Linked DNA regions of Mus musculus: all the other regions are linked to region 3. A link is a contact called in public Hi-C and HiCAR-type data. All regions are on one chromosome and are shown on one strand. The core of a region is the stretch at or near the end of the contact, and the rest is flanking DNA. Distances in the headings are between cores, read along the strand shown. Region 1 has its middle 47 kb from the start of A530001N23Rik. Region 2 holds the start of A530001N23Rik (a long non-coding RNA gene). Region 3 overlaps Dapk1 (death associated protein kinase 1). Region 4 has its middle 27 kb from the start of Dapk1.

Region 1 (6,263 bases), core at 3,701-6,200, 180 kb before region 3:
GGAGTAGCTTTGCTAGTTTGGATTCTAGCTGCTTTACTGTACCTTGTACCATAAGACAATGCCCAGTCCGAGGTCCTAGGAACTGGCCCACAAGACCAGCAGAAGCACACAGCTGAGGTGCTACGCCTGGCCCACTCCACTCTGTACCTCCAATAAAATACAACTGTGTAGAGGCTGGCACCCAAGACACAGCCACAGATCCCCACGCAAAAGGCAAGCGTATGCATTTAAGGCAAGAGCTGACATTATAAAACAAACGTAGCACTACAAATGAGTTCAGATTCCAGTAGCATTGATTTATAAACGGCACAAGACATTTCTTCTTCAACTCAATGTACACAATGTTCTTAAATGTTTCCTCTCCTGATATATTTTATTTGTGGATCATTAGTCTTGACCACACTGTGGAGCCTTCCAACCACAGCCTCATGAATATGCTGAGTTTTATTGCCCATCTGGGGTTAAAACACCAAGACTGAGCCACATTTAAAAAGCCACAGGATTTTAGACCAGCCTATCCTATGTCTATACTTTTTCACAGATTCTTTTTCTTTTAAAACAATTATCTATTTTTAATTATGTGTACGTGTGCGTGTGTAAAAGTACACATGAGTGCAGGTACATGTGAGGGCCAGAGACCTCCAATCCCTTGGTGTTGAAATTACAGGCAGTTGTGAGGTGCCTCAACCTGGGTGCCAGGACATGAGCCAGTCTCATGACTATATATAATTCTAGTTCCAGAAAAATCGAATACCCCATTCTGGACTCCTTAAGCACCCAACAGGCATGTGGTATGGAGATATACATGCAGGCAGACACTCATACATATAAAAGAAAAATAAATAAGTATTTTTGAAGAAAGTTTAAATTTGTTCAAAGCCATAGTCACTAACCGGGCATGGTGGCACACACCAGTTAGGAAGTAGAGACAGGAGGGTCACGAGCTACACAAAAGGATTCTTATTTTAAAAAAATCCAGATGAACAAATAGACAGACACACAGACAAATAAAAGTCAACCCCAATGACAGATCTTCCAAAACATCCCCCTGAGTGGCACCTTGCATCCTTCCTGCAGGAGGTGATCAGATGAACAGCTCTCTGGTCCCTGGCTTGACACTGGAGCATACACAGAGTTTCATCTGTTTCCTCCACTTAGGTTCAAGGGCTGACTCTAACTATCCACATTCCTTCCTGCAGCCCTGGCCTTATAGTTTATTGTACTGGATATCTGTTAAGGATATCTGGGAATGCCCCTGTCTTTGTATCACATTTCCCATCCTGCCCCACACGGTTCTGTCAGGCTGCCAGTCAGGCTGTGTGACCTCAGTCTTCCCAAGGTCAGAATACTGCACCAGCGGGTGGGTGGCACTCTTCTGAGTGTGAGTCTTCTGAGTGTGAGTCTTCTGAGTGTGAATCTTCTGAGTGTGAGTCTTCTGAGTGTGAGTCTTCTGAGTGTGAGTCTTCTGAGTGTGAGTCTTCTGAGTGTGAGTCTTCAGCACATGGAGCCGGGGAAGCCTTCAGGAGAGCGTGTGAATATTCCTGAACCGTGCTCCTGAAGATCACGGGACTCTGAGCTTTTGACTGTAAAGGGAATTAGAAGGCGCACTGCTCCCTGTGGCACTCTTAGTATGAGGACTATTTTGAGCTGAAAACAACTATAAAATAGCAGATACAGGAATTGTTTGCCTTAAATCGGGCATAAATTTCCTTTCATGCCAACGCCCCTTTTCAGCTGTCCCTCATCAGGAGGAAGACAATCAACCTTCTCACTGGAGACAGAAAGTCCGGCACCAAGACCAGTTTACATAAATGACCTTTGCCAAAATGGCCCTTATCTTCCACTAGGCTGGGTCAGAGTTACATCCCCAGAGCTCACCACTCCTCTAAGGCCTAACTTTCTCCCTCTCTCTCCCCCTCCCCCTCCCCCTCTCCCCTTCCCTTCTCCCCCTCCCCCTCTCTCTCTTACTCCTTTCCAGGGTTCCCATTCTGTAGGGTAGCAGTACTTTTCTAGGAAATCTTCCATGTACCTAAAAAAAAAAAAACCTCTTCTTTTGTTATTTTTGTCACTGTTACCTCAGTGGGGAGAGGAGGAAGTCTCTTCTACCCAGAATGGCCTACTGTGACTAGGAGTTGAGGAGAAGTCTGATTTGGCCAATTTCGAAAGCCTACCAGATAGCTGGGACAGGCATTCCTCAACTGCTGAGCTCTGCGAGTGAAATATTTGTTTGGAAATTCCACACACTGTTTATCTAACCTGTTTTCTTTTTAAAGATAGATTTATTTATTTATTTATTTATTTATTTATTTATTTATTTATTTATTATATGTAAGCACACTGTAGCTGTCTTCAGACACTCCAGAAGAGGGCGTCAAATCTCTTGATGGATGGTTGTGAGCCACCATGTGGTTGCTGGAATTTGAACTCAGGACCTTCAGAAGAGCAGTCAGTCAGTGCTCTTAACAGCTGAGCCATCTCTCCAGCCTTGTATATCTAATCTGACTAATAGAGATTGGGATGGGAGGTACGGTCAAGGTTGTAAATCATCTACTCATTTGTGTGTGTGGGGGGGGGGGGGGGTAGGATCAAACCCTCCCCTCCAAACACACTAAATGTGTACTCCACCACTGAGCTCCAGCCCAGCCAGTCTTTGTTTTTGATATGAGAATGATGGGGACAAAATCTAAAACTCTGTATTAATTAGAAATATTTAGAATGTCTAGTTATCCCAAAACACTAGTAGGAACTTCTTCAAACTGAGCACTGTGATTCATCCTTGGACATTACAGTGGAGCCTGAGAATTCTCTTGCAACCGGGACTAGAACTCACAGACTTGGAAATTGGAACATGGAAGAGGAATGGACATGCTGTTTGATCCAGCTATGAAATTTAAGGAAGGTAAGAAGCAAGGCGATCCTCGGGACCTTAGGGATGGACACACAGCACACTTTCTGCACAGATCTGCCTGATGGTGTCTCTCCTTCCCCTTGGGATGACTCTGAGTGCCTGGCATTAGTCATGAACTCATCTCTGAAGTGGTCCTTGCATATTACCCATTTGGTCCATGCATCCACCACGCTGCTAACACCAGCAAAACAATAACAGCAAATGCTTCAAGGAGGTGCAGTGTAACCTCGCCCCCACCCCCTCCCCCCAGCCCGAAATCAGGCTGATCCGGCTTGACTGTTATCACCAGGAGATCATCGGGGGTGGAGCCTGCCACCCTATCGTTCTGCCACTCCCACTGCTGCTATCTGCCGCCTAAATGTTCCAGAGTAGTCACGTGGTCACCTGCAGCTGGACTCCGAAGATGATTTGGCAGGAATGGGCCCCTCCCCCTTCTTTATAACCCCATGTTTCCGAATATTAAAATTAAGCTTTGATCAGAATCTTGTCCTAGCTCCATCCTTTCTCCCGCCGCCTAGATTCCCTCTTTTCTTCCAGATTCCAAGATGCCTTCCAGGCTTGAACCCACATGTGAGCCGCTGGCCGGCCTCAACAGTGCAGGAAACCTCAACGCTGTACAAATAACTGTGGGTAACTAAAGTGTGCCAAGAGCAGGAGAAATAGTCTTTCCCAGGGAAGAGCACACCAACTAGTTATCCAGTACCAAACGGTCAGTACTGAAAAACTCCATAAAAGTAACATTATACAGACCAAGCAGGATGTACTTAGGAATACATATATACATATACTCACATGCACATAACAATTAATGAAAAAGTGGCCATGAATTTGAAAGACAGAAAGGAGGGAAGATTTATATTGAAGGGGTTAGAGACAGGAAAGGGAAATGATGTAATTATATTATAATCTGAAAAAAATAATAAAAGTATAATTTCAAGGAGGGCCAGGGTTGTAGCTTGGTTAATAGGGTGAGAGCCTAGCATGTGGGATGCCCTGGGTTAGAACCCCACATGCAATAATGCCAATACTCAGGAGGTGGAAACAGGAGGATGAGCCATTCAGCATCATCCTTGGCTACATCAGACAGACAGATGGACAGACAGAAGGAAGGAAGGATGGAAGGAAGGAAGGAAGGAAGGAAGGAAGGAAGGAAGGAAGGAAGGAAGGAAGGAAGGAAGGGAGGAAGGAAAGAAAGAAAGAAAGAAGGAAGAAAGGAAGGCAGGAAGAAGAAAGGAAGGAAGGAGGGAGGAAGAAGGAAGGAAGGAAGGAAGGAAGGAAGGAAGGAAGGAAGGAAGGAAGGAAGGAAAAAAGAGAGGGAGGGAGGGAAGGAAGGAAGAAAAGAGAGAGAAATAGGAAGAGGGCAGGAGGGGGAGGAATGGAAAGGGAAGGAGCCCAAATCTAACCTTCTTAATATCATTGCTATAAAGGAAAGCTATCTCATGGAGAGGCCACTATTTATTTTTTTGGACAAGGTCTCACATAGTCCAGGCTAGTCTAGAACTCACTAAATGTTGAAGGTGACCTTGAACCTCTGATTGTCCCACTTCTACCTCCCAAGTGCTAGGATTAAAGGTGTGTGCCCTGGGGCCAATGTTTAAAGTGGGATTCTGAAAGTAGTACTGGAATTTAGTAAATAATTATTGTAGGTGATTCTGTACCAAAGTCCTTCAGTTCCTGCTTCTCACAGGAGGAGAACACCTGTCTGATGTCATCTTTTAAAAATAAAAATTTTCAAACCACTGCAAAAATGGGGAGTGGGAGACATAACTGACCTTAAGCTCATTCTTGCAATTCAGTTTTCAAACCTTGAGGTAGAACTGAATCTCCTCAGAGTAGGATTGCTTATGAGAACTTTTGTCTATATACAGAATTTGGAGAACTGGTTTAACAAGAATTTTCACTTAAAAAGTCTACACTGGTAATAGCTTGCTCTGCAAAGATGATGCTGTTGGGTGAGGGAGCATTCTGGTTCCCAGGCAACAAGCAGAACCAGCCACCATGGAGAGGTTCACCCTGGGGGCTGTGAGTTCTGTATCCACCTTGCCTCTGTGACCTTGAGCCTTTCTTTGCTTCTGCTCCCATGGCTCCTTGCTCTGTTAAATGTAGCCAATGAGTGCAGCCTTGTTTTCAGAAAGCTCTTCCTAAAAGCTACCTGCCAATAAAATGCATAATTAAAGCATGAGGTGGAAAATTATTTAGCAATTAAATAATTGCCTACCCATTAATATACATGTGTGGTCTTGGCTTTTCCTGAATTAATAATGAAGAATTCTTCAATCAGAGTCTTTGAGAATATAAATTAGGGACAAATTTATGTTCTATATTAAGGTTGAAAAAATGCAAATCTCAAGGGATTCCAGGTCTGAGAGCTACGAATTTATATGAAGATTTATATAACTTTGCATATAATTGTTCTTTTGCCCATGGTTATTTCAGATTAAATTAGTCTAATTTAGGTATATCCTGAAAGCTACTTAGTGTCTCCTTAGGAAGATGGCCAGGGAGTCCCTTAGTTTCACATACCAATCCTGCATGACCAGTTAATGTCATCAGCCTCATTGGCAACAATGAAAAGCTAACTAATCAATTAAGAGAGAGGCTGAGCACCAGCAAACATCAGGAACCCCCTCCCTTGTTTCCCTTGCTACTTGCTACATCGGCATTCAGTTTTTGTCTGATTTTTGTTTTTTGAGACAAGGTCTTAGATAGCCAAGGCTGATCATGAACTCCTGGTCCCCTGCCCCAGCTTCTCACAAGGTCCAATCACAGGCATGGTCTACCACATCCAGCTAATCAACACTTATGTTGATGGAGACCTGAAGAGCTTATAAGTATTTTTTTTTTTTTAAATCTCAACTCAACCTTTTACTTGGAAATCAGAATAAGACACAGTTTTATTTATTTTTATCTACTTTTCTCTCTAAAACATTGATCTGGGATGTTTCCAAAAAATGTTTTCCCCTTCACTAGTCCTAATATCACCTCTGCTAAGAAAGCCTTGTTTTAAATAGGAAAGGAAAGAGGCAAATGCCATCTGCTGTTCATGGAGGTCCCGTTTAGTTATCTAAATATACTTCCTAGCAGTCATTGGCTGTAGCTGCCAGCGGCCACGGGTTCCTGGGTTCCTGAAAGGAAAGCTGGGGATAGATGGGAAGAACAGCGAGAGAAATAGCAAGCCAAGACAAAGTTCTCTGATCAGGGCTCAACTTTAATTCTAGGGTCTGATTTTTAAAGGGGGGAAACCCATCCCCCACTATGTCAGGACCTCGTTGGTGACTTTGTCAGGATCTCTTCAGGAAAGCAAGCTCAGCTGCTCAGAAAATAGCTTCTTGCAGGAAGCTGCAGATGTGGCAGA
Region 2 (5,772 bases), core at 2,797-5,296, 230 kb before region 3:
CATCTATAACATCTATCTATCTATGTATCTATCTATCTGCCTGTCTATCTGTCTATCTATATATATATCTATGTATCTACCTATGTATATATGTATCTATGTATCCATATATCCATGTATGTATGTATGTATGTATGTATGTATGTATGTATCTATCTATCTATCTATCTGTCTGTCTGTCTGTCTGTCTATGTGAAGCTGGGAGGCTGTTCATGTCCTGCAAACTTTCAGGAGTTGGTTTTCTCCTTCAACTTTGCGGGTCCTGGGGATTAAACTCAGGTTGTCAACTTTGGAGACAAGCACCTTAACCCACCAAACCATCTTGCCCACCCTAGTAATTCATCTTCGCTGACTTGAAAATCTTTATAAAAGAAAGGATCACTGGCACTGCTGTCATCTAGGGATCTCTAGCTCGCAGGTAGGAAAGACCCTGTTTTCATTCTTTTGGTCTCAAACAACCAAATGAGACCAAGTTAATTTAGATTAAATTGGAGTTTGCTGATGTTTATTGACCCACAGAATGAGAAGCAGGGTTAAAGAAACAGATGTCATGGGAATAATGTTGGTTTTTCTGGTCTGTCATTTGCTTTTAGCTCAGTCCAATGTGGGGGAAGGAGTCAATCTGTGTTGTTTTAGTTAAAGCAGGAGAAAACGTTACTGCATCTCACTACTGTTCACAATGGCTAAGTTTCAGAATCTCCCTCCATGTCTATCAGGAGGAATGACGGGATGGAAACGGATTTAAAAAAAAATGTTAGACATGCACACAACGTGTATCTATTCAGCCATAAAGAAGAGTATTCATGCTATTTTCAGGATGTTATCCAGATGCATTGTATACCTCTATAAAATTCTCAAAGGATAAATAAAATGATATTTTAGAAATGAAAATGTTCTTATGAAACCCACTATTATATGTAATGAATACATACATGCCAATTAAAAATAATAATAAAATAACATGTGGGTCGTGCTGCCTTCCAGTCCATTTCCAGGTTGAGCTTCTGTGACTGAATAACCCCACTCCCCAACCCCTGTCACCATGAAGGTTCTCAAAGCATAAGAAATAGTCAGAGACAAGGCCATGCATTTCAGAAGGTATAACCAACCTCATTTAATGCCACGGGAGATGGGTAGGTTGGATCTGTGAAGACTGTAAAGTACTGAAAACAAGATGCCTTTCTCACAAGATAGGTTGTCATTTTTGGCCACATCCTTGAGTGCTTGTTGCCAATGATTCAGCCGAAGCAAAGATTTTTACTCGAAAAACAACTTACTCGTCAACGCTGCATCTAAATCCTTATCTCTATGGCTCTGTTGGAACAGAACTGCAGGATGGCTTACTGAAGTAGACCAGCAATTGTTCTGAAGCAGATATCATTCAAGACAAGTAAAAATGAATGGGGAACATAGAAGATGGATGAGATCATCAAAGTCATAAAGGGAAGGTTCAGAAACTTGTTAAGAATGTAAGTATAATGGTTTAATGATGAAGTACCTTTTAATGGGTAAAATTAAGAATCCATTCCACACTTGATCTTAGCCAAAAGGTGGAGAAGCGATAAGAACCCATTCTAAACGAACTGAAATGCAGACAGAATTTGCAGCTATGGAGACATATGTTTCTTTAGTGGTCAAAGATCAAGAGAATGAGGAGTCAAAACTCTTAAAGCTACTAGGTCTTCAAAAGGTTTTCAAATGTTTAAAGATTGAAGAACACTTAAAGCACTTGGGAGGCAGAGGCAGGTGGATTTCTGAGTTCGAGGCTAGCCTGATCTACAGAGTGAGTTCCAGGACAGCCAGGGCTACACAGAGAAACCCTGTTTCGAAAACTCCAAAAAAAAGCTAATAAGAACTAGTTTTTAAAAAAAAAAATCCTGCAGCTGGAGAGATGGCTGAGTGGCTAAGAACACTTGCTGCTCTTGCAGAAGACCAGGGTTCAGTTTCCCACACCAGGATAGCAGCTTGTAAACATTTGTTATGCACACGGTGCACATATGTACAGTTGTGCACATAAAAATAAAATTAAATGTTTTTAAGTAGTCTTTTTGTCCATTTTTTATTGGATATTTTATTTATTTACATTTCAAATGTTATCCCCTTTTCTGGTTTCCCTTCCTCAAACCCCCTATCCCACCTCCCCTCCCTCTGCTTCTATGAGGGTGCTCCCCTTCCCATCCACCCACGCACTCTCATCTCTCTTCCATGGCATCCCCTACACTGAGGTACCAGCCTTCACAGGACCAAGGGCCTCTCCTCCCATTGATTAGATAAGGCCTCCCTCTGCTACAGGTGCAGCTGGAGCCATGGGTTCCTCCATGCATACTCTTTGGTTGGTGGTTTAGTCACTGGGAGCTCTGGGGGGGGGGGGTCTGGTTGGTTGACACTGTTGTTCTTCTTATGGGGTTTCAAACACCTTCAGCTCCTTTAGTCCTTTCCCTAACTCCTCCATTGGGGTCCCCTTGCTCAGTCCAATCGTTGGTTTTGGGCATCAACATCTGTATTTGTCAAGCTCTGGCAGAGCCTCTCAGGAAAGAGCTATATCAGGCTCCTGTTAGCAAGCACTTCCTGGTATCAGCAATAGTTACTAGGTTTGGTGTCTGTATATGGATGGATCCCCTGGTGGGACAGTCTCTGGATGACCTTTCCTTCAGCCTCTGCTCCACACTTTGCCCCTGTATTTCCTTTAGACAGGAACAATTCTGGGTTAAAAATTTGGAGATGAGTGGATGGCCCCATCCCCTAACCAGGGGCCTTGCCTAACCTCTAGATATGGTCTCTACAGTTTCTCACTCCACTTTGCTGGGCATTAAATAATCTTGATAGAGACATTCATCAAAATTCACAGAGTAAGCAAATGCTGGAGGCCTGTTTTCTCTTCTGAACATTCCCTTCCCACCACCAAAACTCAGGACTCTCCTTCCCTCCCTTGCTTGCTTGCTAAGAATGTCATCTACGCTCTGGGGAGTTGAATGAAGTGTCAAGGATTTGGGCAAAGGAGGACAGTGGAGGCAGACATTCTATATCTATCACACCATAAAGACATCTGTAAAGCTATCCAGTGTTCTATGTGGCCACTAATCTCAGAAGCACGAGTTTGTGCGCATTAGTCTAGGAGACTCTCCAGGAGCCTGAGATAAGTAGTCTTCATCATTTGTCTTCATCATTTCTCTCTGGCTTTCTCCTTTGCCCTCTGAGTTCCCCCACTGCCCCCTCAGACTGTCTCGTGATGGATCTCCTGTCTGCGTCCTCTCCTCTGCTCTGCCAGCCTGTTCAAACTCAAACCCCAATATTTCTCTTTACTCTTTGCCTTTGTATCCTTTGCACGAAAATCCCACACAAACAAGATGCTCAGACAGGTCCCAGAAGCACTGATGGATTCCATCTGGGCTGAGGGCATAGGGCGAGCCTGTTCGGCTTCCCAGATGATTCTAATTCATAGTGAGCTTAAAAAACTTGAAAGCCCTTAATTAGGGCAAGTTATTTATTTAAAAAAAAAGAAAAGAAATATTTGGCTAATATTTCATATTATTTCACAATCGTGACCAAGTCAGTATTACACAATCATCCACAAACTGCAGAGGTTAGGCAAGTCCTTGGAAACCAGTCTGAACCTAAGCCTGAAACAGATTTTAAGAGAACCATAAAAATATCACACAACACAGTAAATAGCTACTAATTGTTGTGGGAACGGGCAGAGGAGCTCAGATATGTGAATGTCAATCCAATTCTGGTGGGACACTTGGAAATCCCCACTTTCTATCTTAGACTTTTAATTGTCTTGGGCTTTCTTGTTTTGGTTTCGTTTGTTCGTTTGTTTGTTTGTTTCTGAAGACCAGGCTCCATAGGATTTCCATGTGAAGGATCCGAATCTAACCGATTGCAACTGGTGACCAATAAGACAAGATCAATTAAGCCCTGATATAGCTGTTAAGGAAAAGTGCTCACCCCAAATCTGAACCGTGCTGTTCCGTTTCCGACGAGGTGCAGGCTCTGCCAGGAGGCACGAAGGCTTACCCAGCTTCCTGCCCAGCTGCCTTGAGAGCTCCCTAGAAGGCAGGGTCTCAGGAGATGCTGAGCTTTCTATTGGGTGAAGGATTTAAGTGCACTTCATTGCAAACCATAATGGGTCACTGGGCCATGAGATCATTACTCCAGTAATCTCATAATTAGAATAGATACCTCAATAATAGACAAATATATAGAAAGAAACAATTTACAAAGGAAAGACAGCAGTGTTTGGCCTATGACCAATGGGTGGAACACGAGCTCTAGAATCAGATGCAAATCTTGGCTCAGCCTTCTGCCAGCTGTATGCCCTTCATCGAGTTGCCAGCCCTCTCAGCTCTTTGACGATCACATGATCAAGGGAAGGCTATGATAAAACGTCTCTTGCGTGGCCTTTACAAAAACTTGAATCAGAAAATATTGATTAAAGATCTTAGTAAATGATATCTACATCAGACTCTCTCCATTTAATTCCGTGGACGCATCTCTTCTGTGACAACATAGAAACCACCCGAAGAGGCGATGAGACAGACATGCAAAAAACAAAACAAAACAAACAAACAAACAAGCAAAGAAAAGAAAAGAAATAAGGGGTGAAAGGCACAGGTGGTCACAGAACCGTGTGTAACAGCTAGCTTTTAGAATTGTTTCCAAGACATCTCTCCAGCTGGTTGATACGGTGTGTGTGTGTGTGTGTGTGTGTGTGTATGTGTGTGTTCCAAGGCTCCCCACAGATACCAAAATTTGAGATCATTAACATGCCTCCTAGGATGGTGAAGAATCCTCATATGCCCTCCCCCCGACCCTGACTTTCCAGTGTACTCTCTAAGTTACCTTCAATACCAAATGCAACGTAAACTCTGTGCAAAAAAGTTGCCATACTGACGATTTGAGGAAATAATGATCAGAAACACCCCCCCCCCCCCCATGTGCTTAGCACCAATGCAGGCATACTAGGGCCCCATACACAGTCTATCCTTGCCTGGTAGAATCTGTCAATGAGGTACGATGAAAAGGGGCCTGGGAAAGAGGGAGCTAATCTGTTCCGCTTTCACTTAAAAAAAAAAAAAAAAGCATCCATTTAGGTGTATGTGTGTTTGTTTGCCTGTGAAGGTTTGTGTGGACCATAGAGTACAGTGCCTGGCAAGGTCAGATGACATTTGATCCCTCCAACTGAAGCTATGGATTGTTGTGAGCTGCTGTGTGGGTGCTAGGAACTGAATCTGGGTCCTCCTCGAGAACAGCGAGTGTTCCTGACAGCAGAGCCAGTTCTGCAGCCCCTAGTCCGCTCTTCTCAAACATCCTGTGCTGCTAGCACCTCCCTCCATGGCTTGGTGCTTCAAGAACAGCAGTTCTCAACCTGTGTGTCCCGACCCCTTTGGGGTTGAATGACCCTTTCACAAGTCACCGATGACCATCAGGAAACAGAGATGTTTACATTCTGTTTCAAACAGTAGCAAATTTATGGAGTAGCAATGAAAATAATTTTATGGTTGAGGGTGGTCACCACAGCATGAGGAACTATACAAAAGGGTCACAGCTTTAGGAAGGTTGAGAACCAGTGTTCTAAAAAGATGTTGCTGGTGTTCAGTTCTCCCTTTCCTCAGAACTCAGGAAGAAATAAAAAAATTAAAAAAAAAAACTTAAAATAGCTCTGATTTTATACAAGAATGGATTTAATGATACATAAAATTCACCATTTAAAATAAGAAAAGTGGTTTTGAACAAAAATCCCGATTCCTACTCACGAGGTAAAATATACAT
Region 3 (5,883 bases), core at 204-2,703:
CACAACAGTGCCTCTTAGCTTTCTATTCCACGTATGGATTTCTCTTTCATAAGTGCTTCCCGTTGGCCCCAGGGTACAAGAGGCCCAGTGCCCTGTGGGAGGAGCTGGATCCCCTGTGTGGTCTTGGGGGGTCATGAACAGCCTGGAGGCAAAGGGCTGGTGTCTACTGTTTAGAGTCCGCCTTTGCTGCTGGGATTGAAAATTATTTCTAAGTAAGACATAGTCCATTCCTCTGGCTTCTCATTTCAGGCTTAGCGCTGCCCTTCCCCCTTCCCCCACTCCTCAGAAGAAACCGTTTGCTTCATATTTCATAAAATAAACACCATAGATAAGAGTTTGGCCAACAAGGTGAAGTGGCAGTTCAGTTGTAGCCATGAACTATTGCTTGATATGTTGCTGGGCCTAAGGTGGGTTAATTACTTGTGTGTGTGTGTGGTCTTGACATTCGAAGATCTGAACTTTATCGACAGTCTTGAAGGAGAGCACATGGTGTTTGATGTTGCACCTTACCTAAGGCTCTGAGGTTCTTGGAGATCTTCAAAGTCTTAACCGAGCTGGCCCTTAGAGCTCCATCTAGCCTGCCATTTGTTTTGGTAAATGAAATTTCGCTGAGGCACAGCTATGCTCATCCATTTATATAGCATTGTCTTTGGCTATCCATGCTGCTGAGGCCCAGATGCCTGGCATGGTCCTCCAGAGTGTGTGTGTGTGTGTGTGTGTGTCCCTGTCTGTGTGTAGGTCTTTGCAGTACCGTTAACTCTCAAGATGTAACGGGCCTGTTCTGTGCAGTACTGGTCTCTGCAGGCACAGATATGAGCAGTGTGTGCAGGGAATGCACACATTTCTCAGGATGCTTATTTACCCCTGCCACACAGGACATTTTAGGCCTGAGGTGCCTTCATTAACCTTTACCCACAGGTTAGCTATCCTGCAGTAACACATCACATGCATTTTTATATTTATTATATATTATATATCTATTGTATAATATGTGTGTATATATATCAGATGATGCCTTGTGGGAAAATAAAAACCAGGGTGACTCTGAAGATGCTATCAGCTGTTGGATCCAGATGTGTGTGCAGTCTCTGGTCCCTTTGTGTTGCTCTGTGAGCCCATGCCCCTCCCACCCCCACCCCCCACTCTTTCCCGCAGTGGCTGTCTTCTCTGCTCCCGCCACACCCTGCTTATACTGCCTTCCCGTCTCCCACCTCTTTCAGCTTCTAGAGAGACTCATGAGTGTTTCCTGTCTGTGCTTAGCCTTGTCATTTACTCAGATAGATGCCCCACACAGAGAAACTTCTAGAAAATGAGAGAGGGGCACTGATCAAAGAGTCTTGACCATCAGTAGGCAGGGGGTGGAGCAAGAGTGATGTCAGATAAGGGTGGGGACTGGGAGGTGGGTGAAGCTGACTTCTCTGCTGCCTCAGCTGAGCAGTCAGGAAATGGGCGTGGCTCGTGCAGTCTGGCAGCTGAGTAGTCAGGAAGTGGGCGTGGCTCGTGAAAAGCATTAGGTTAGGAGGCCTGAGCTTGGTGACCACCCACTCTTGTACAGATTACAGGGATCATGCTAGAAGCAGAACTGAGAGGCTCCCATCAGTAAGCAAGCCTGGTAGGCATCTGGCCTCCTAGCAGGGGAAGCAAGCATCCTCCTCTTTCAGCAGTGATGACTTTTTGTGAGGAGTGGGATAACCGTGGACCGGGGACATCACTTAGAGACAAAGGCCAAAGCATGTCTGTCCTTCTGAATTTTCTAGCAGTCGCATTAAAGAAGCAGCAGACGAAACGGCTTTCAGCAATGCGTGTGAAATCTCATTTCAACAGGAGGAATTTGAGAATATTAATATTTCTCATATTCTCTTATCGGTACGGAGTTTTTAGTGCCTTGTACGTTCTGTACTGACAGCCGTCTTTTCAGAATCACATTTCAGACCCGTCCCTGCGGATGCTGCCCTGTGGGACAGCCAGCCAGAGCCGTAACTTTTTTCTGGCTTCTGAGATGACTGTACAGATAGCATGTGGCACCACAGCACCCCCTAGTGTCACCTTTATATTCTGAGCGCTCCTGGCTTCTCCTCTACCACCAACTCTGCAGAGACTCTAGTCACCTTTTAGGAGCTGCTTTTTTTATTCTGCACCTCTTCCTCAATGCCTTAAAGGCACCCCATGAAGCCATGAGACGGTTTGATGGGAACTCTTAGTTGGAGGTACAGTGTCTAGTAAGGAACTCAGTTCGGTCCAGAGCAAAGGAGAAGTTCTAGCTTGCCTGTTGGATCCATCTCAGGACTTTAGGATACATAATAAGAATGGGGTGGAACACACACCTGAGCCAGAGTTTCAGCCTGGAGAGAGCATTCATTCACAGCTTGGCAATTTTGTCCCCAGAAGACACGTGGACTTATCTGGAGACGTGGTTGATTTTTAAGCTGGAGGTTGAGGAATATCACCAGTGCCTTGGTAGACCACAGAGGTGTTATTCACATTGTATAAGGCTGATAATGGCTTTCCACAGCAGAGAATGACATAGTCCAGCAGGGCCAAGATTAAGATTTGCTGGTCCAGAGAGGCCCCATATGTATCTCAAGAGCAACTTGAGTGGAGGAACTGGGAGGTTGGCAGGTAGACAAGATGTCCCAACTCTTCATGGGATGACTTATTACAAATGCAGATAATGAGACCATAGACTTTTTTTCTTCTCTTAAAAAGGTGTCTTCATTTTTTTTGAAGATTGAATTTTAGGGCTGTATAATACTTTAGCTGAACAGTGGTATCTATCTCCCTTAGTGTAGAGGGGACATAGCCACAGCTCCTGTCCCCACAAGGGACTGTGATATCATGCAGTTCATGTGATCCGCTGCGAACTTGATCAGGCTTGGACCGGAACGTTCTCAGGAGATGTGCATGTTCATGGTATAGACATAAGAGTAGGTCCCTTCATATGAAACCACAGCTCCATGAAAAGTCTCTAATCAAACAGTAAATGTCACAGTGCTGTGGGCCCTTAGGTCTCTGCTTTGTGTTTTTTCAGCCACCTTAAATCAACCTGTGCTAGACTAAGCGTCCTTTGGAAGGTACAGTAGTTACCAGCCACGGTGTAGAGCGAGGACCAGGTTTGTATGTGTGAGAACTGAAAGAGTAGACTGCTGCCATAGAGACAGAAGTTCCATCGGGGATGGGATAGTCAGAGGAGAATGAGTAAGCTCTGAGTCTATGCACTCAGCATCTTTCTGTTGACACCTCAGGACACTACTGCATTTCTTGCTCTGTCATTTTTCCTTCCTGAGCCACCAAATAAAATAAGGTTTCCTTAGATGAGAAAACAGGCCAGGACTTAGAGTTTGTCCAACTTTCTTTTGACCCTGCTGTGCCTCCCATTTCTTCGCTGAACTAGCATGTTGAGGTCCCGTGCAGCTCTGTGACACTGATCATCTGTTTCCTACAGGATGGAAAGACGGCCGAGGACCTCGCCAAGGCAGAACAGCACGAGCATGTGGCAGGGCTCCTGGCAAGACTGCGGAAGGTGAGCCTTCACCGGAGGTCCTCAGATTGTTCTTATGTGAGAAGTTCTTGGTGTTTTCCTTACTAGAAGGAGACATTGGACGTAGGTTTAGGAAGATCATCTTTCCTTGTCCTGTCAGTTGGCACACACACATAAATGTCTAAGGGGTTTCTTCTACAGTTGTTGTAAAGACAAATTTTCGGGCTGGAGGGATGGGCTCAGTGGTTACGTGCAATGGTTGCTCTTGCAGAGAACCAGGGTTCAATTCCTAGCACCTACACGGTAGCTCATTTGTAAGCCCTGTATTTACAAGATACCCAGCACCCCCTGCTGGCCTCTTCGAGCACCAGGCATGCAGGCCATGCATGGACAGACACACAAACTAGTTTGATGCTCTTCCCACCGCTGTGCTGGTTTTGTTTACCCAGCCCTCTCTGTGCCACCACCCCCACAGCGGATGGGGAAGAACACTAGTGGTGTCCCTTCTCCTATTTTGTTTTGAGTTTTCAGGTATCAGTTAATCTCCTGTTTATCAAATCACAGCACTGTAGAGTTTATAAAAACAGAAAAATAAGTAAACACAGGTGAACGATTTACAACCCACATGATATATCAAGAGACTAAAAAAAAAAACCCAAACCATTTTGGCTAAGGTATCTATCTGTTTGTTAACACACAAAGATGTTCACTGAAGTTCTATTTAAAATGTAGTAGCAAAAGTTAGACAGTCGGGTTACCAATATTTATGTGTAGGGAGTTGTCATAGAAAACGGGTATTGTTTGGCTTTTAGAAATACTTACAAAGAGATAGTAAGTACATGAGTTTCTAGGCTGAAGCAGAAGGATACATTTTAACCCTTACCCTGGATCTGGGGATGTAGCTCAGTTGGTAGAGAGCGAGCTTATGGAGTATTCAGGGAGACTTGACTTACATTCGTAGCATGGAGAGGTGCTGCTTGCTGGTTTTTTCCCTGTGGCTTGCTCAGCCTGCTTTCTTATAAAACCCCAGACTACCTGCTCAGGGGCAGCATAGAGGGCTGGACTCTCCCAAATGGATGGAGAAAATGCCTCACATGTCAGTTTAATGGAGGCAATTCCTCAATCGAGGGTCCCTCTTCTGAGGTGACTATAATTTATATAAAGTTAACAAGAACTAATAAGCCTAGGTAGCCTGGATGCCCCATAAAACTCTTGCTGGATGAACTGGCCCATTGCTCATCAGCTCTGTGCCTTAGCATCTGCATCCGACCCATGGGACGAGGTGCCAGCTCAGAGAATGGTAATGAGCCCCGAAAGACGTCTTGAGAACAGCACCTGTACACACTGAGCACCGAGTGGCTTCCTTTGTGCTTGGCACAGCACCCTGAAGAGCATTTTTAGAATGGACCATTGCAAATGCGGTGGGGGCCCTGAACTTCTGTGACTGGCACTGACATTTTACATCCCCAGGGTTCACAGGGGAGGATGTTCCTACCAGAACACCAATCCTCAAAGAGATTGAGAGGAGTTAGTGCAAATCCCATATCACGAGATCTCTACATCCTTGGTCTTTCTGTGGGCACGGGGACTTTGTGGTGTTTATTTCCAGCCAGCCAGCCTGGGGACATCTCAGTGAGCCTGCGCTGAGCCACCCTGCCTAGTCACAGATCACAGTGTGCTGAGCTGGGGCTTCTGTTCCATCAGGCAGGATTTTATAAATGTCTTGTTCAACAGGACACACTTACCTTCATTGTCGTCCACGTGACTCTAGGCCTCAGCCTTCTGGTGGGAGGCAGAGCTCTGCTGATCCATTCTTTCCTTCAGATCTCTCAGATTTAAAAAAACTAAGTCCTGAACTGCGATAACTCATCAGCGCTGGAAGCACCCGATAGATAGAAGATTTGCTTTCGGAAGTCAAAGCAACGGCACTGGGGAGTGAGGACAGAAGCCACCAGTGTCTGCAGAGAGAGAAAGGCCAGGCATATGTTTACGGTTATCAATTCAGTCTCCAGGAGGACAGACTGTTCAAAAAGAGCACAGTTCAGGGAAGAGGGGAGGCTGCAGTGTCCGCTGTGGCCATGCTCCTCAGTAGTCTTCACCAGGGTGCTCCTGCCATTCATTGCAGGTGGGCGGTACATCCTGTCTTTGCAGAATACTTCTGTCCCTGGCCTCCAGGCCCGTGCTGTAGTGCCTTTGTTTCTCTTCTTTCCTTGTGTGGAAACCAAAGGAAACACACTGTGCAGTGTTCTCTGCCTGTGTTAGAGCCACTCACGAGAGTAGTGGCTCATGACGCCTCCCTCATTTGGGTACTGTACATTCCATGTGGTCTCTGCCTAGGGAGTTTTCAGAGGTTTTCACCTCCTGGGAATGTAGTTTTGAACTTTTGCCGTGAAGGAAATAGGGAC
Region 4 (5,652 bases), core at 965-3,464, 160 kb before region 3:
CAGAGGCCAGAGGTTATCCAATATCCTGGAGCTGGAGTTACAGGCAGTTGTAAAATGTCCATAGTTCGGGGTTCTCTGCAAGGGCAGTTTGTGTTCTTAGCCACTGAGCCATCTCTCCATTCCCTGAGACAGTTTTTGAGCCAGAATTTCCTCTTGCAGGGACTTGCCTTAGACTTTAAGACAAAATGAAAATAATTACGAGGCATATGTGAATACAAAAGTGGTTATGCAAAGATAGTCTTTTTAGTTCTCTTCTCACACAAATAAATAGAAGCAACTTCAAAGGCCTTCACCAGGGAGCAATTATATAAATGAGGGAATGTGGCTGGTCAATCCACTAAAAGTGACCATGGGGATCCACGTTTCTTTCTTTCTTTCTTTCTTTCTTTCTTTCTTTCTTTCTTTCTTTCTTTCTTTCTTTCTTTCTTTCTCTTTCTTTCTTTCTTTCTTCCTTCCTTCCTTCCTTCCTTCCTTTCTTTCTTTTTAATTAATCATTTTACTCATTTACATTTCAAATGATATCCCCTTCCTGGTTAGCCCTCCTCCCATCCTCCCTCTCTCCTCTTCCCTTTGCCTCCATACGGGTGCTCCTCCTCTCACTCACACACTCCCACCTCACCGCCCTACCATCCCTCTATGCTGAAGCATCAAGCTTCCACAGGACCAAGGGCCTCCCCTCCCACTGATGCCATCCTCTGCTACATATGTCTCTGGAGCCATGGATCTCTCCAAGTATAGCAATAGGTTGGTGGTTTAGTCCCTGGGAGCTCTGGGTGGTCAGGTTAGTTAATGGTGTTGTTCTTCCTATGGGGTTGCAATCCCCATTAGCTCCTTCAGTCCTTCCCCTAGCTCTTCCATTGGGCTCCCCAGGCTCAGTCCGATGGTTGCCTATGAGTATCTGCATCTGTATTGGTCAGGCTCTGGTAGAACCTCTCAGGGAACAGCTATACCAGGCTCCTATCAGCAAGGGCTTCTTGGTATCCACAATAGGGGAGGGGTGTCTGAAGATGGGATGAATGCCTAGGTTGGGCAGTCTCTTTACATGCATAGATTTCCTATTGACATGGAAAAGCGTGCACCTAACCTGCAGGAACCAAACCTGATGGTGTGATTTCTATGGATGTAACAGGGGAGTAAATGTGAATGGGTGCTCATATCCCACCAGGGGACCGAGGCCGTGGCTGCTACTGGGAGAGAATGCTTGTGAGTGACTGCTGTTTTATAAGTTCTATGTTTTGGACTGGAGAGATGGCTCAGAGGTTAAGAGCACTGGGCTCTTCCAATGGTTCTGAATTCAATTCCCAGCAATATGGTGGGTCATAACCATTTATAATGGGACCTGGCACTCTCTTCTGGCATGCAGGCATACATGCAGGCATAATGCTGTATGCATAATAAAGAAATAAGCCTTTAAAAAAATAAATGATTAAATTCTGTTTTACCAATATTTAGAACCAGAAAGCTGACATCAGGAAAACAATAGAGACATTCCCACTTTTTAAAACATGACAAATTTTCCTGGTGTAGGTTCTAATATGTAAATGTAACAAGTCCTTTGAATGCAGACAAAACTAAAAGGAAACAGTGTTAACTGAGCCTTAACCTGGCACCTGTCCCCTTCACACACACACACACACACACACACACCCAGCAACCCCTGGAGAATATGTTGCCAATCAGTAAATTTGTAACTTCCCTGGATTTAACCCCGTCCTCTTACAGGAAAGGGAATTGGGGCAGGGAGCTTCCTGACCAAATCGTTTTATTTCCCTACTTGATCCACAAACTGGTTTTTCCTTCCAGCAAATTAAGGTGACTATTTTGGACAACCAATGATCTTTTTGGCTTTTGTAGGGCGAGACAAACCTTGAAGAGAACACACAGTGGAACATGATTCAGACCGTGTGTGGCATTGACACTTGAAATTACAGTCCTGTGCTGGTGCTTGTCAAGGGTTTGGATCTAATTACAAGGTTTTCCCCAAACAACACCCCTCTGCAAGTCACGTGTATGTCTGAAATTTTCCTTACAATGACAGCCAGCCAGAAATGTTCCGTGTTAAAACCCAATCCACATTTGTTTACGTACTCTTGTGCAAGATTTCTAAGAATCTAGGAATCAGAAACTTCGTTGGAACTTCACGGGATTGGTCTGAATCATGTTCCACCCCAGCATGCTCCTCTTCTCAGATTTTTCTCTTCTCCATCGAGCCAAGTTTGCCCTTGCTGGTCCCAGACACCAGAGGAGGGCCCAAGCTCTTCAGGGCGCTGACCTCTGAAGAAAACATCACTCATTGGGTCACATTCAGTCACTTGTGCCAGCATCAAGGCCAGGCAATGGAGACCCAACATCTCTTCCTCTCTTTCTACCACAAAAAAAAAGGCTTGATGGAAATCTCAGGTGATTCACCTCTCACCTCCAGCCTACCAGACAGGATTAGTCAAGCCTGCAACTTGGGAAAGGCTTAAGCAAGGATCGTGGCTACGTGCAGTATCTCTTATAACAACAAAGCCGAGATTTGTGGAAAGTCAGAGTTCATAGGGCTAGCAGACGTCTGACCTTTGCTGTAGAAGGTTCTACCATTTCAGGTCAAGTTTCTAGGAGGCACGTGTTAGAGTACTTATATGGTGTGTGTGTGAATCCCTACTTCCTAGCAATGCACATGTCCATGCACACACGCACACACATACACATAAGAGAGAACATATGAACATGACTCTGAAAGCTAAAGAAGTCACAGAGAGCCAGTAGTGGGCTGAGAGTTAGATCACAGATACCAGTGGGACCACCAGGCCTTATACAGCTCAGTAGTTCCCTAAGCAGCTAAACTCCCAGAGTTGAATTCCCCAAGGCAGGTGTGGCAAAGGGTAGTTAGCTTTCTGAGTTAGCACCCTGAACCCCTGCCCAACAATCACTAAAATGCTAAAACCCCTACCCTCTATCATCCACAAATAGTGAGGAATTTCTTTGTTTTGTGTCTGCCTTTGGCCCTCCTAGCTTTCTGACTTGGAAGAATTATGTAAAACAGGCTAAGGTTGTGGCTCTGTGGTAGACAGTTGCCTATCAGGCACTAGATGCCCAGGGTTTCACGCACAGCACCAAAATAAAACAAAACCCGAAAGAGAAGGAAGCACAACATACCCAGGACTGGATATTCTCCTTCCTGTCGGGATTTGTTGGTTCTGTAAGAGCAGACCAAAGCTCTGTTTAGGTGAAATTTGAAGTTAGCAACACTTTCAGCTTTATTTATTTATTTATTTATTTATTTATTTATTTATCATCTACCTATTTATCTATTTATTCTTTCCTTTTCAAAAAAGATTTATTTATTTATTTATTTTATGTATGTGAGTACACTGTCATTCTCTTCAGATGTAGAAGAGGGCATCGGATCCCATTAGAGATGGTTGTGAGCCACCATGTCATTGCTGGGAACTCAGGACCTCTGGAAGAGCAGTAAGTGCTCTTAACCACTGAGCCATCTCTCCAGCGCCCCCACTTTCAGCTTTATTTATTTTATTATTTATTTATTTATTTATTTATTTATTTATTTATTTTTGGTTTTTCCAGACAGGGTTTCTCTGTGTAGCCCTGGCTGTCCTTGAACTCACTTTGTAGACTAGGCTGGCCTTAAACTCAGAAATCTACCTGCCTCTTCCTCCCGAGTGCTGGGACTAAAGGTGTGCGCCACCATGCCCGGCTTACTTTATTTTATTTGAATGTGAATATTTTCTGTGACTCCTTGAGTTCCACAAAAACATGAAACACTTTTCTGAGCAACTTCAGCATCAAGTCCTGAGGCCATTTTGACCGTATGCAATTAGCCCCCACGTTAGTATATTCAGAACACCATGGGTCATGAGAGATTATCTACAAAGAAACACAAAATTTATCCCCTTCCAACTGGACCACTCCATAGAAAATACAACTAGTCTAAGGGAAGATCAATGTTTACTGCCTCGCTGTTGTTTGATATTTAATTTAAATTCATCAGGTTTATTCACCTGAATACCTATTGCTATCTAAAGTATGGTTGTTTTTACCGTGATTGACAGCCCACATCCAGGAAGAAGCATCCTTGCATACAAATACTGGGTCTCTAATATGAGGCCCGCCTGACCCGAGGCCAGGAAGGAGAATGGTCTGCCAAGGTATTCATATGCCAGCCCTGAACAGCCTGCTCTAGCTGTGTCTGCTTCCTGAGTGTGGTCCCCATGAAGATGTCAGAATGTCCATCCAGGAGGCAAAGATCAACTGGAGACCACTCAATAGAAGTTCAAACACTTAGGAAAAGCTTTGCCCCAAAGCCAAAGCTGGTGAAATGAGCCAATTCAAACCAGATTAGATCATATTAAATGCAGGTTTATTGGTAGGCTGCTCTCTGGTGGGTGAGTTTGCTGACCCTAAGAATGGAGGTCAGCATGGGAAGGGAAAGAGAGAGGAGAGGGGGAAGAGAGAGAAAAAAGTGTGTGTGCAGAGAGAGAAGGAAAGAAAGTGAAAGAAAGAGGGGAGAGGGAGAGATGGAGAGAGGGATAGGGATGTGTGTGGGGGATGGGACCAAAATGTCCGGATTATATTAGAGGAGGAAGGGCAGCCTCTGGGCTGGAAAGTTCAGGGTTGGGGGCAGGGTACAGGTAGGTCTGAGGGATGTTAGGAGAACACGATGGCCAGGTCTGCTTTGATACATAAAATGTGTACCTCAGTCCCTTGTCTCAGAGTCAGATACCAAAGAGTAAAGTCCAAACAAAACAAAAAAGCAGATTTTAGCTTAATTGAGTTTTGCTTTATTATCTTGCCTTTCAAAGGGCAGGCTAGATGGCTCACTGGGTGAAGGTGCTTAGTGCCAATCCTGGAAACACAATTCTGTCCTAGGACCCACAGGGTAGAATGAGGGATAGAACCGGCTTTTATGTAATTTCAGGCCCCTCCTCCTGGGCCTCTCAGGGCTGGGATTGTAGGTGTGCGCTGCAAGGCCATTCCTGTGGTGGCGAATTTTAGCTCAGATCATTTGGCAAACAACAAACACACACTATTTGATCTACCCAAAAACAGACACTCTAAAAGGAGCTTGCTGCCATGGGCCCCCTCCTCTGGCACTCATCAATGATGGGCAACTGAGAGGGGAGCTAGAGTCAGCAGTACACAGAGTCACACTTGCCAAAGCTATCATCTCTTTAGCCTGTATTCATTAGACACTGTGATATTTCACCATAACATTTTGGGCATGTCTGCTTTTCATTTTTCAATTTAATTTTATTTTGGATTTTTCACATAGGGTCTTGCCATGTAGCTCTGACTGGCCTGGAACTCACCATAGACTTAACTTGTGTTGAACTCAGAGAGATCCACCTGCCTCTGCTTCCTGAGTGCTGTGATTAAAGGCATGCAACACCATATCTGGCCCAAAATGTACTTCAATATTCATACACATACTTTACTTCCTCTTTTTTCTGTCAACTGATAATCCTGTTTTTCTCTTCTTCTCAACTTGTCCAGATCCAGATATAGATGATGCAGATACAGATATTTACTTACTCTGTGGCTCAATGGTTCCATTAAGCTTTTATTTACAGGAACACGGGCTTCATACCAGTGGCTTCCACAAGCCCCTCCCCTTCCCAAGACACAGTGTGGTTGGGCTTTGTTTCATGA

The links. A called contact is a pair of places that touch in the nucleus more often than the background predicts. HiCAR-type assays count read pairs that join an accessible place to other places.
Region 1: a HiCAR-type map of kidney shows a contact between it and region 3, with 3 times the contacts expected there. The contact joins two enhancer-like sites. A contact is called at or near these places in 8 of 484 Hi-C or Micro-C datasets (the N1E-115 cell line, bone marrow-derived macrophages and embryonic stem cells), 4 of 115 datasets of contacts at active chromatin or transcription factors (embryonic stem cells, extraembryonic endoderm stem cells, kidney and 1 more) and 1 of 9 other capture datasets (embryonic stem cells).
Region 2: a Hi-C map of bone marrow-derived macrophages shows a contact between it and region 3, with 34 read pairs. The contact joins the promoter of A530001N23Rik here to the enhancer-like site in region 3. A contact is called at or near these places in 6 of 484 Hi-C or Micro-C datasets (bone marrow-derived macrophages, cerebral cortex, embryonic fibroblasts and 3 more) and 8 of 115 datasets of contacts at active chromatin or transcription factors (bone marrow-derived macrophages, embryonic basal ganglia, embryonic stem cells and 5 more).
Region 4: a HiCAR-type map of kidney shows a contact between it and region 3, with 3 times the contacts expected there. The contact joins two enhancer-like sites. A contact is called at or near these places in 3 of 484 Hi-C or Micro-C datasets (bone marrow-derived macrophages and liver), 7 of 115 datasets of contacts at active chromatin or transcription factors (T-cell acute lymphoblastic leukemia, embryonic basal ganglia, embryonic limb bud and 4 more) and 1 of 9 other capture datasets (embryonic stem cells).

Annotation. Positions count from the first base shown.
Region 1 is chr13:60,552,216-60,558,478 of GRCm38.p6, forward strand. No RefSeq gene overlaps it. Among named protein-coding and RNA genes, the nearest start is that of A530001N23Rik, 47 kb to the left of the region's middle. Within about 2 kb of position 4,951, at least 7 of the 459 cell types and tissues checked have an H3K27ac peak or open chromatin away from gene starts, as enhancers often do. A contact at or near this core is called in kidney, where this site is marked.
Region 2 is chr13:60,504,794-60,510,565 of GRCm38.p6, forward strand. It overlaps A530001N23Rik (a long non-coding RNA gene), which reads right to left and starts at 4,047. Exons shown (of 6, transcript XR_873556.3): 1 at 3,949-4,047.
Region 3 is chr13:60,736,613-60,742,495 of GRCm38.p6, forward strand. Dapk1 (death associated protein kinase 1) reads left to right here. Exons shown (of 26, transcript NM_029653.3): 19 at 3,443-3,520. Among named protein-coding and RNA genes, the nearest start is that of BC051665, 47 kb to the right of the region's middle. Within about 2 kb of position 1,454, at least 245 of the 459 cell types and tissues checked have an H3K27ac peak or open chromatin away from gene starts, as enhancers often do. A contact at or near this core is called in bone marrow-derived macrophages, cerebral cortex, heart atrium and 4 more, where this site is marked.
Region 4 is chr13:60,572,082-60,577,733 of GRCm38.p6, forward strand. No RefSeq gene overlaps it. Among named protein-coding and RNA genes, the nearest start is that of Dapk1, 27 kb to the right of the region's middle. Within about 2 kb of position 2,215, at least 13 of the 459 cell types and tissues checked have an H3K27ac peak or open chromatin away from gene starts, as enhancers often do. A contact at or near this core is called in kidney and liver, where this site is marked.